2 separate regions of the Zea mays genome follow, and region 1 is linked to region 2. A link is a contact called in public Hi-C data. All regions are on one chromosome and are shown on one strand. The core of a region is the stretch at or near the end of the contact, and the rest is flanking DNA. Distances in the headings are between cores, read along the strand shown.

Region 1 (5,506 bases), core at 1,962-4,461, 590 kb before region 2:
ATAGCCATTATACGTTAGAAAATTCCCTTTTCATTAAAGTTCTACAAAAACCTGCTATGTGTCTGTGTCCATTGTCCACTCTTCACCTACGCTATATGATTTCCTCATTGGCAGGGCATCAGATTAAAAGGCGATCCGATTCTGTGATATCCTGACCCCTGGGATGGGATATCCTGGCCCAAGTCTTATTAGAATTAATAGAGTAATCATATCAACAAGGTGCGTCTTCTTTTTCAAAAGCCTATCTCGAAACAACCTCCAAGTTAAGCGTGCTTGGATTGGAGCAATTTGGGATGGGTGACCGATTGGGAAGTTTTCTCGGGTGCGCATGAGTGACGACAAAGTGCACACAAAAGACCCGTGTTGGTCTGTGGGAACGATATATGATCCTAAAGAGCTGCCAGAAGTAAGTACCACCGGTCCAGGGATTGGACGGGGTGTTACAAGTGGTATCAGATCCGACCCTCGAGGTTTCATGGGCGTGCATGGGCTAGGGGGTTCGGGTATATGGCGCATGGTGCTTATGAGTCTGGAGTGGTCACATGGCATGACATATGACGACACTAGACACACAGACGTGGCTAAGAGGGGAGGTTCCTGGATTGGGGTTGACCGACAAGGACGTCAGTCTTCTAAGGGGAGTGGATTGTGATATCCTGACCCCTGGGATGCGATATCCTGGCCCAAGTCTTAATAGAATTAATAGAGTAATCAGATAATAAGGTGCATCTTCTTTTTCGGAAGCCTATTTTGAAAGAACCTCCAAGTTAAGCGTGCTTGGCTTGGAGCAATTTGTGATGGGTGACCGACCGAGAAGTTTTCTCGGGTGCGTATGAGTGAAGACAAAATGCGCACAAAAAAACTCGTGTTGGTCTGTAGGGACGATATATGATCCTAAAGAGCTGCCAGGAGTGAGTACCGCCGGTCTAGGAATTGGACGGGGTGCTACAAATTCAGACAACAACCCTAAATTTCGTACCAATGCACTATGAGTGAAAACCTGCACTGGCATCACTGAGCCAAATCATTGGACTATAAGACCTATGTTGATCCAGCTAAACCTGGTGGCTTATTTACTCCCTTCTCTTTGATTGAAGCCCGAGCCTTTTCAGATTCGTCCCACTTACCTGCTTCGGCACTGATGTTTGACAGCAGCACATAATTTGAGGCCTTGCGAGGTTCCAATTCAGACAACCTCTCAGCTGCCAGCTGTGCAAGTTCATGGTTCTTGTGCATGTGGCATGCTCCAAGCAATGCACCCCAGACGCCAGCATTTGGTTGGATCTGCATTCCTTGCACAAGTTCAAATGCCTCGTTCAGTTTCCCAGCCCTTCCAAGCAAGTCTACCATGCAAGCATAGTGCTCAGCGACTGGCTTCAGTAAGTACTCTTTTGTCATTGAGTAGAAAAAAAACAATCCTTCATCAATCAACCCGGCATGACTGCAAGCTGACAAGATACCAACAAATGTGACTTCATCAGGTCTCACACCATTGGCTTCCATTTCCCTGAAGACTGCGATTGCTTCAGTCCCTTGACCGTTAGAAGCATAGCCATCAATCAACGCATTCCATGAAACAATATCCTTGTATACCATCTCATCAAAGATTTGCTTTGCTTCCAATATCCTTCCACACTTCGCATATGTGGAAATCAAGGCATTTCCAGCAAATGAATCGTTGATATGGCCACTCCTAACAAGAAGATTGTGGAGTTGCCTCCCAACATGCAAAACAGCCAGGTTTGCACATGCTCTGAGACAGCTTGCATAGGTAGACCAGTCAGCCCTATTTGTGCCCCTTCTCATAAGCATGAAATGATGGAGTGCATCAACAAAGCGATCATTCTGAACAAATCCAGAGATAACTGAGTTCCAAGATACCGTATTTCTCCTGTTCATCCTCCTGAAAATACCGATTGCCTTGTGCATTTGGCCATCCTGAGCATAGCCAGCAATCATGGTGTTCCAGGAAACCATATCCTTATTCGGCATTCGCTGGAATAACAACATTGCCTCTTCAAGTATTCCACATTGGACATAACCAGAGATCATGGTATTCCAACACACTGTGTCATGCACCTCCATTCCATCAAAAATCCGACGAGCATCATCAGCCATGTTGCGTTGTAAATAACCATGCATCAACGCAGTCTTTGCTGCCACACAGTTGAAAGACATCTTGTCGAGAAGATCCTTCGCTTCCTGGAGTTTCCCAGCTCGTGCTAATCCGCTTATTATTGTTGTCCATGAGATTGAGTTCTTAATTGGCATCTCATCGAACAGTTTACAGGCCTCTTCTATGGGCGAGAGATGCACATACCCATCAAGCATCACGTTCCAAGCCACAACATTTCGCTCAGGCATTCTGTCGAACAGGTCCCTAGCATCAGCAATCCTCCCCGCACGGCAATACCCATTGAGCAAGGTCACCCAAGAGATGACATTAGGTGATTCAATCTTTGCAAAGAAGCTAGAGGCCGCATTCAAATCTCCAGTTCGCACAAAACCCGCCAGCATCAAATTCCAGGACGTCATGTCCTTCACCATTTCGTCGAAGAATTGAACTGCCCGCACCATTTCCCCACTCTGAGTGAGCCCCGCTAGTGCTGAATTCCATGAAACAAGGTCCGGAGCCGGCATCTCCCGCAGCAGCTTCATTGCATCGTCGAACCTGCCGTTCTTGGCGTACCCGGAGATCATGGCGTTGTAGCAGGCCGTGCACTTGTCACCAGGCATTCGGTCCAGCACGTCCCGGGCGAGCTCGAGATCCCCCCCGCGCGCGTAGCAGGAGACCATCACCGTCCACGAGAACTCGTCCCGGACAGGCATCCGGTCGAAGAGGCTCCGGGCGTCCGCGACGCGGCCGTGATCCGAGAGGGCCGCGATCATCGCGTTCCAGGAGACAGTGTTTCTGCCGGGCATCCCGTCGAAGAGAGCCCGAGCCTCGTCGATACGCCCGTGGCGCGCGAGCGCGGAGAGCATGGCGTTGTAGGTGACGGTGTTGCGGAGAGGCATGGCGTCGAAGAGGCGGCGCGCCGCCGCCAGCTGGCCCGACCGCGCGAGGCGGGTGAGCTCCTTGTTGCTACGGAACACTGCGGAGGCTGCTGCCGCCGCGGTGACCTTGGTAGCTGCCGCGGCGGCCATGGGCGGGAGCGAGTGCCGGCCGGCGTCAGCCGCTCGCTCGGACGCACTGGATGACCTCAGCAGTTCGATTTTTTATTTTTTTTACAAGGGCGGGCGAGCCGTCGGTATGGACTGTTCCGATTACAGTTAGGGCTTGTTCGGTTATTCCCAACACACATGGATTGGATGGGATTGAAAAAAATTAGAAGAAGTTTGACTTGTTTGGGATTCAAACCCATCCAATCCCACTCAATCCACATGGATTGAGAGCTAACCGAACAAGCCCTTACTCGGTTGCTAGATTAATCGGTATTGACTGATAGGCAAGAAGGTGTTTAGTTTGTAGAGACTAATTTTTAGTCTCTTTAACTTTCTAAATTAACAAATACTCCTAAGTTATAGAGTCTAATTGATACTGACCTTCTCTAAATCATGTATTGTGTTTTGACTATTTTTACATCGTTTTGACAATTTAAAATAAAAAACTAGAATCAAGAATTAAAATTGTAAATGTCTTTCTTATATGACTTATATCTCTTTCACAAGGAATCTTTACAAATTGTAGTCTCTTGCAACCATACACGAGAATCAAAGTTACAATGTGAATCACAGCACAAGAGAGGGAAGAAAGTATACATACAAGAGCCAAAACCATCCGCACAATACAAGAACAAGATCACAAGAGCGCAAACTCACCGAGTTGCAGAACGACTCAAAAACCGCGCTCGGATCTCACTAGAATCACTTGGATGTGTTGCGACAGAGTCTCGAAGTGAAGTAGAGCTCTTGTTATGCTTGGGTATTGAATGACTGCGTCGTGTGGGTCCTTTGATAGCCCCAAAAGGCCTCATAATTGTTGCCCTTTTCATAGAAAGTTGTTCAAAATCTATTGTTCCCTGGGTCCGGTGCACCACCGAACCAGGTACAGGGAGCGACCTCCGAGATCCTGATTGGATGCTTCCAAATCAAGGGAGCACTGGACCGGGTTCATGCATCACCAGATCGCTATGTGTCGCTTCTCCGTGAAGTGGCCGTTGGACACTCAGATCTAGATGTTACCACATTCGATTTTTTGGCTATTTAGCCCCCTTTTTTGAAAAAAAAATTAACCATTAGATAACTTAATATCATTTTACACATTTTGTTCGACGCCAAGTCTATGATGTCGCGGTTCGACGCTATAGACCGCAGTGACGAGATACGAGGACGTGCTAGCGCCTATATGGCCTAGCCGACTAGCACGCCACATATCACAACCACGAGCTAGGACTGTCATGTAGTGCGTACACAATCAAATGTTGTACCTGTACACTTGACAAGCGACAGAGAAGAAGACCGCACCACCCTTCTGTAATCAGCGTACCACGTGGGAGGTGTAGACGTCAGGGCGATATTCTGTCATGCGTGGACTCGGCGCAACCACCACCATCGACTTGACCCGACCCGGTGACTTTGACAAGTGATATAATAAACTGACATGATATGGTTTATAAACAATACAGTGCGTACAACAGTCATAACAGTCATCGCAATGCTATTTTTATAGTATCACGCATTGGTCACATTCCATATGATTGGTTAGCCGCATCGCTTTATCCTAAACCACTGTGTGCATTGACTTTACCTGAGAGCATATTTGGTTGCTGTCACACCCGGATTTAAGGTATAAAGCCGAGTGCATCTTATATATGTGCCAAAAAAGAAAAACACATATATGACAAAATGTATAGAGATAAATGTCATTATTACATAACGAAAGTCTTACAAAAATAAATGATAATAATAAAGCGAACTAAACGTTCATCCTTGGCGCCATAAAGCTAACTGGGAGACGACATCTAGATCAAACCGTACTCCTCATTATACGGTTCCTCCTGGACCACCTGTTCTTCTCCGGTGGGGGGGGGGGGGGGTTTATATATCGCAAGTGTGAGCTCACAAAAGATCATAGCTCAACAAGTTGTGTGAAATAATGTGCATGAACTCACCAATGGTGGGAGTTCACGTGAAGTGTAAGGCTGATCAACAATAAGGGTTAAAGCTGAGCATTGCTTTTACTAAGTTGGTCAAATTTTATTAGCAGTTACTAAATGTAAGTAAATACCAAACAAGAATAATAATAGATCAAAATTAATAATAAATCCCAATGCGATGCAAATGACAAAATTGAATTTAATTCCATAATTTAATCATGCGAGAGTCCTGAGCAGCTCATGACCACGAGCACGAATAGTATATCAGTTTTACACTCTATAGAGGTTGTACCCTGTACCCACAAATCATGTTACCCATCTGCCACGGGGTTGTACGACCCCATACACCTCTACCAAGGAAGCGAGGCAGGGTAACACTATGAGGCCTTTACAAAGTTCCACTAGCTTCA
Region 2 (5,660 bases), core at 368-2,867:
TTTTTAATAACAAGCTCAGGTAAGCTGTTTTTTGGACCTTTGATATTTAGAAGCCTTCGTGTTTTTCGTGGATCGAGCTCGTTATGAAAAAATGATCTAGCACCGCGAAGGGGCTAATGTTGGGGTCTCCTTCTCTGTCGAAGGTCCTTAAGCAGAGAAATTGTCTATAAGCAACAAGATTGAACGCCGAAGCTACAACGAGCATGTATAAAAGTGCCGAAGGATGACAACTTCTGTTTAATGGTGGTTACGAAGGTCAACCATAATGTTGAGCCGAAGAGGAAAAGACATGTTAATCCCTAGTGTTCTGCATTAGGATAATGTATATACGTTAGGGTCACAAATGTATTTTTACCCGGGCTGCGTCCCATGTGTATAAATAGGTGAACAGTACCCCCATACTGTTCGCGCTGGATTGTAATTGCTCTCGCGTCATTGTGTTCAAGCAAGCCAAAGGTATCAATGTAATACAATTTTTGATAAGTGTCTATATCTTTTTTATGAAATAAATATGTGACTTGATTTTACATCTTATAAATGAATATTCATATTTATGAATGATGAAGATTCGTTCTTCATAACCTTCGTCTAAGATTCATTATGCCCGAGAGGGAATAATGCTTCGAAGGACGAATGTTCTTTAACGCTTAACAATTGTGTTACCTTGTTTTATGGTTTACAACAATAAAAATCAAGTGACCAACAGGACCTCCCTCAGTATTGTGTCCCATTAGATAGAGGATGATTGATTCGTGGTACGAGTTTTCCCCTTCCGAACTCTCAAGATCGTGATCATTTTTTCATCCTCTTTGTTTTGCGCATCCTCAGATTTCGACGGGCCAAATGAAGGATTTTGGGATGTCTTTCTGCCAAGGTAGGATTCCAATTCTCTAGTCGTAGGCCCCCTCGGACCTTTCGGGAGAGTCTGGTGGCTACCCATATGATCCTCGCAGTTTTTTGGTACTTACTAAGTTATCATATGCTTCAAAATTTAGTCTAAGCATAATATCTTGTGAGGAGGTTCAAAATATCTTCATTTTAAACTTTATTATTCTAAAACTTAACTTGCAACTTGAAAATTTTGTTACATATATTGAGGAATATTTTCTTTGAAGTGGATAAAGAAGACATAATTGAGATTTTCATTCGTTGAGGAAGCCTATGACAGATTAGTAGTATTTTGCGATCTTTGTGTCTATTTTATAACATGTTCAAACTATTTATATTCTAATGTATGCAACTTTTGTACTTAATTGTTAAATGTTAAACTTTATATCTATTTATAGAATTTTTTATTGAATGTACTCTAAAATTATTTATACATCAGAATTATATATGAAATTTTTGTTGCTGCACACCCTATACAAAAATCATACCTCTTCTGTTTTGACAAAGGCACGAGATATAAATGAAATTAGTATGCATGGCTTGGTGTATAGGCCCATTCTGTTCCTAGTATAGATCCGTTCTTTCTGTATGGGCTGGCCTATCTTTTCATGCCTTGCTGGAGTCGAAGTCGGCCCACCAACCTGTTCATCGATCTTCTTTCTTCTCAAGAAAAGAAAACAAACCGCTTGTTTGCCCTTCCGACTACGTCTCTCCCTGACTCGGCTTCTCTTTTCCGGCGACGACGGCTGGTCGAGTTGCGGCGCTCTGTTCAGTGTTCATTGTGCCCTTCGCCACGACGATTATCCTCCAGGTACACGCCCCTTCCCTACAGATCCATTTCCTCCCTGCCCGCTGTGCAAAATCGAGCACCGACAAACCCTAACCTAAGCTGTGCGCATCTGGATCTGACCCAATTCGCATGTTTGTTTTATACCTGATAACGTCAATCTGTTTGCCAGAAACGAAAGAACATGCCAGGGTTGCTGGATCCGCCACTTTGTAGGCGTTTACTGGTGTTGTGATCCTGTTTTGCTTGACAAACAGTATGGCTTGCTTGCAATTTCAGTGTCATGGTCAGGGTTCACCAAACCGGTTGAAGGGTGAAAACCTTAGTAACAGGGAACTGGGAACGTGGCCACGTTCCTCGTTCCGGGAACGTGGGAACAATCTTGTTCCCGTAGTGTTAAAACCTAGTTTTAGTAGCGTACCGTATACCACGTTCCCGTTCCTCGGTCACATCGATCCGGGAACCTGGTTACTAAGGTGAAAACCGGCGCCCACCGATAACCGATTTATCACGACAAACCGGTGAAAACCGACCGAAATCGAAATCGCCTAGTTTTTTTAATTCGAAATGGTTTGAAACCGATAAATCGACCGATAAGGCCGATTAATCAGCTCCTGGCCTGATAAACCGGCAGCATAGAAACAAAAACCGAGCCATATGTACTTTTGCAAATAAAGCACGTTGAGGCCCCATAATTTGAACAAAAGATGACCTCAAACAGTATCACAAGTCCAATAACAACATTTAGCAGTTCTAATACATTACATGACATTGTTTCATAGTTCACAAACAACACCGAAGATACAAATACACCATTCATAGTTCACAGTTGTTCCTCTTCGAAGATCATTCACATGGGGTGCATTCTACTGATATTGTGCTTGTGCCATATTGTACACCTCCGCTGATAGCAACATAATACCTTGCTCACGCATCAATTGTGCCTTGTACTCTGTCTAAGTCTGACCGGTCCACACAAAAGTCGTACTCCACGACTCCACCAAGATTTAGTAGTACTCAGTGTCCTCCCATTCGTACACCCCTTCCACTGTTTCTTGTAGTACTTGCACTTGAATCCATGATATATGTTGTCCCTGTGTTGTCATACTGGATCGATCCGATCCGACATCGGTGAAAATATCAACAATAACTATTATTACAAGTATTTTTTTAAACTTGTTTGATTTTTAGTTTGAATTTGTTAGCGTGTTTTTAAATTTGGTTTCAGTGGAAAGTCTTAAAATAATCCATAGTATTTATAAGAAAATTATCATCAAAATGTTTCAAATTTTACAAAGTTTCACAAATTCAAATTTTAAAACCGGTCGTACGGCCTAACCGGCCGGGACCGATTACCGGCTAGTCGGTCGGCTAGCCCGGTTAGCCGAATGGTTTGGTGACCAAATGCTTCGAAGAAGCCCTGTTTTCAAGTCGGCGACTAGTCGTCCAGTCGGTCCTGGGAGCTCGACTTGGGGAGCCGGCTCGACTTTTCTGGCAAGTCGGTTGATTTGTCAACGACTGGAAATTCTCAGTCGACTAGTCGTCGACTTGGTCTGGCAAGTCGGCCGACTTATGCCCCAGTTCAGCCCAAACAGCCCAAAGGCCCATTACACAACATATTATCTTGATTTAGGAGAAAATGCAATGGATGATCTTGATTTGGGAGATATTAGGGTATCTACTATCTAGTATCTATCTAGCTGCAGCAGCAGCTTAGCTATCTAATAGAGCTTATTTCCTTTCAAGTTTGAACTATATTTTCTTGCTATCTGTTTTCCAATTTGAACTATATGGCTGTTATGACTTATGAGTTATGACTTATCACTTATGTGGCTGATTTGGTTCAGTTTGAGGCTTCAAATGAGGTAAGACTTGCTGTTTATTTCAGTTTCGTTCAATTTCAGGCTTCAAATGAGGTAAAACATGCTCTTTCTTCATATATAAATGCTATATTATCTATATGAAGGCATTATATAGGCAAAACAACCACTATATTGGCAAGTCGACGACTAGTCGACTGACTTATCGATTAATCACCAAGTCGGTACTTTGTCGACTCGACTCGACTTATCGACTTGAAAACCTTGCCCTTGGTCATGGTGGCCTGCAATGTTTTAACAGAATAACTAGGTAGTGTGCCTTTTATGGGTGCACCTGTGAGGAGAGGATGGGATTTGATATGTCAGTATTCCGGTGATCGATTACCCAACATTGTTATTAAAATGTCGCTTAAATATCGTTTAAGCGTCGTTTAAACGACAAAACGTGATTTAGGGTTGAAACGTCTGGGTGTTTTAACAAAATGGTGTAGAACGTCCGTTAAATGTGTTTAAACGTCGCTTAAGCGTCCTCGGCGCGTTTTAAGGTGTTTTACATGTGTTTAGGACGTTCTACTCGTTCATGGGCCTTTCCTGGGCCAAAAAAATGGAAAACCCTATGTCATCCAGGCGGTCAACGCCAGCATCCAGCTCCTACGTGCGAGCGCCAGCCGCCCTCCTCTCCAGCGCGTGGACGCGCAGCCGGCCGCCGCCCTCATCTACACCAGCGTCGCCGCTCTACCCCCTCCAGCGGACCAGCGCCGCCGTCGGTCGGCCTCCAGCGGACCAGCACCGCCGCCCTGACTCCCTCTCCTCCAGCGTCGCCACCCACATCCTCCCTCCACAATCCTCTAACAGCCAGTGCCCCACCTCTCCTCCCCTCTGCCCCCCTCCTCCCTCCACCATCCTCCAGCAGCCAGCGTCCATCCCAGGTTTAGGTTTCCAGCAGCCAGCGCCCAGCCCAGGTTCAGGTTTTCAGTGACACTGAAGCACCCCAAGTTCAAATTCAGACAGTGAGCTTCTCTATTTAGGCTCTATTTTGATTTTGCTCACATTCACTGATCATAGATACAAGTTGTAACGTGTGTGGTTGAACTTATGTTGTTGAACTTGATCTGTTTCCTTTTCTGCTATTTGGTTTGTGAACTCAAGTACTCAACTTATGTATGAACTTATTCTATATTTGAAGTTCTATGCCAAGTTTGAAAAGACGTTTCAACGTTTAAATGTTAAAAAGGTGGTTCATAACGTTTTAACGTTTTACCGCTTCAATAACCATGTTACCCAGTGTGGTATGGTGTATGGAGTCCAGAAGTCTTATTAGCTAATTCCTCCTAAGCATGTTCCTTTATTTATTCCGTGTCAGTTTCTTTCTTTTCGATGACTTGGTGGCCATGACAATGAAAACAACCAAGATGTTGTGGTTCATGGTTACTTGATCCGTTCAAGTTTTGCCTATTTGCTTTGGGGCGGGTAGAATTTTTGTCATTCCACTTCCATCTCTAGAGCATGATGATTTGGGCAAATCAAATATAGGGGAAAAAACAGGTGATATAGTATGACTAAAATGACTCATTTTCCCCAAAAAGTAGGGTGCACATACATATGGATTCCATAATCATCAGCACTTTGTACTGAGTACTAATTTCCTACTCCCCACTTATTGACCAAGCTCTGGTCATTATTTCTAATATGTTCTTGTGTTCATCTTGCTTGCAGTAGTAAGTCACCATGTCTTCGTCCATGCAATCTTCATACCTTCCTGCTACCACTGAGTCCGTAGCCAAGGCTCAGGAGGCCAAGGACGCTTCTGAGTCCATCTCAATCCTCTACCGCGTGCTTGAGGATCCCTCTTCATCTGCGGATGCACTGAGAGTAAAAGAGCTTGCCATCACGAATCTCACAAACTACCTCACAAAAGAGAACAGAGCTGAAGACCTCAGGAACCTTTTGACCCAGCTCAGGCCCTTTTTTGCATTGATCCCCAAGGCGAAGACTGCGAAGATTGTGCGTGGCATCATTGATGCCGTTGCCAAGGTGCCTGGAACATCTCAGCTTCAGATCTCACTGTGCAAGGAGATGGTAGAATGGACCCGTGCAGAGAAGCGAACCTTCCTCAGGCAGCGTGTGGAAGCAAGGCTGGCAGCCCTTCTGTTGGAGAATCAGGA

What was found. Hi-C and Micro-C count contacts between places; a contact is called where the count stands out from the background.
Region 1: a Hi-C map of ear shows a contact between it and region 2, with 4 times the contacts expected there. The contact joins the promoter of LOC100273546 here to the promoter of LOC100193485 in region 2. A contact is called at or near these places in 2 of 25 Hi-C or Micro-C datasets (ear and endosperm).

Annotation. Positions count from the first base shown.
Region 1 is chr3:122,981,625-122,987,130 of Zm-B73-REFERENCE-NAM-5.0, reverse strand. LOC100273546 (Pentatricopeptide repeat-containing protein mitochondrial) reads right to left here and starts at 3,211. Exons shown (of 1, transcript NM_001147964.1): 1 at 853-3,211. The coding sequence starts at 3,144. The coding sequence ends at 1,042.
Region 2 is chr3:122,386,955-122,392,614 of Zm-B73-REFERENCE-NAM-5.0, reverse strand. It overlaps LOC100193485 (26S proteasome non-ATPase regulatory subunit 11-like protein), which reads left to right and starts at 1,617. Exons shown (of 2, transcript NM_001138600.1): 1 at 1,617-1,699; 2 at 5,212-5,660. The coding sequence starts at 5,224.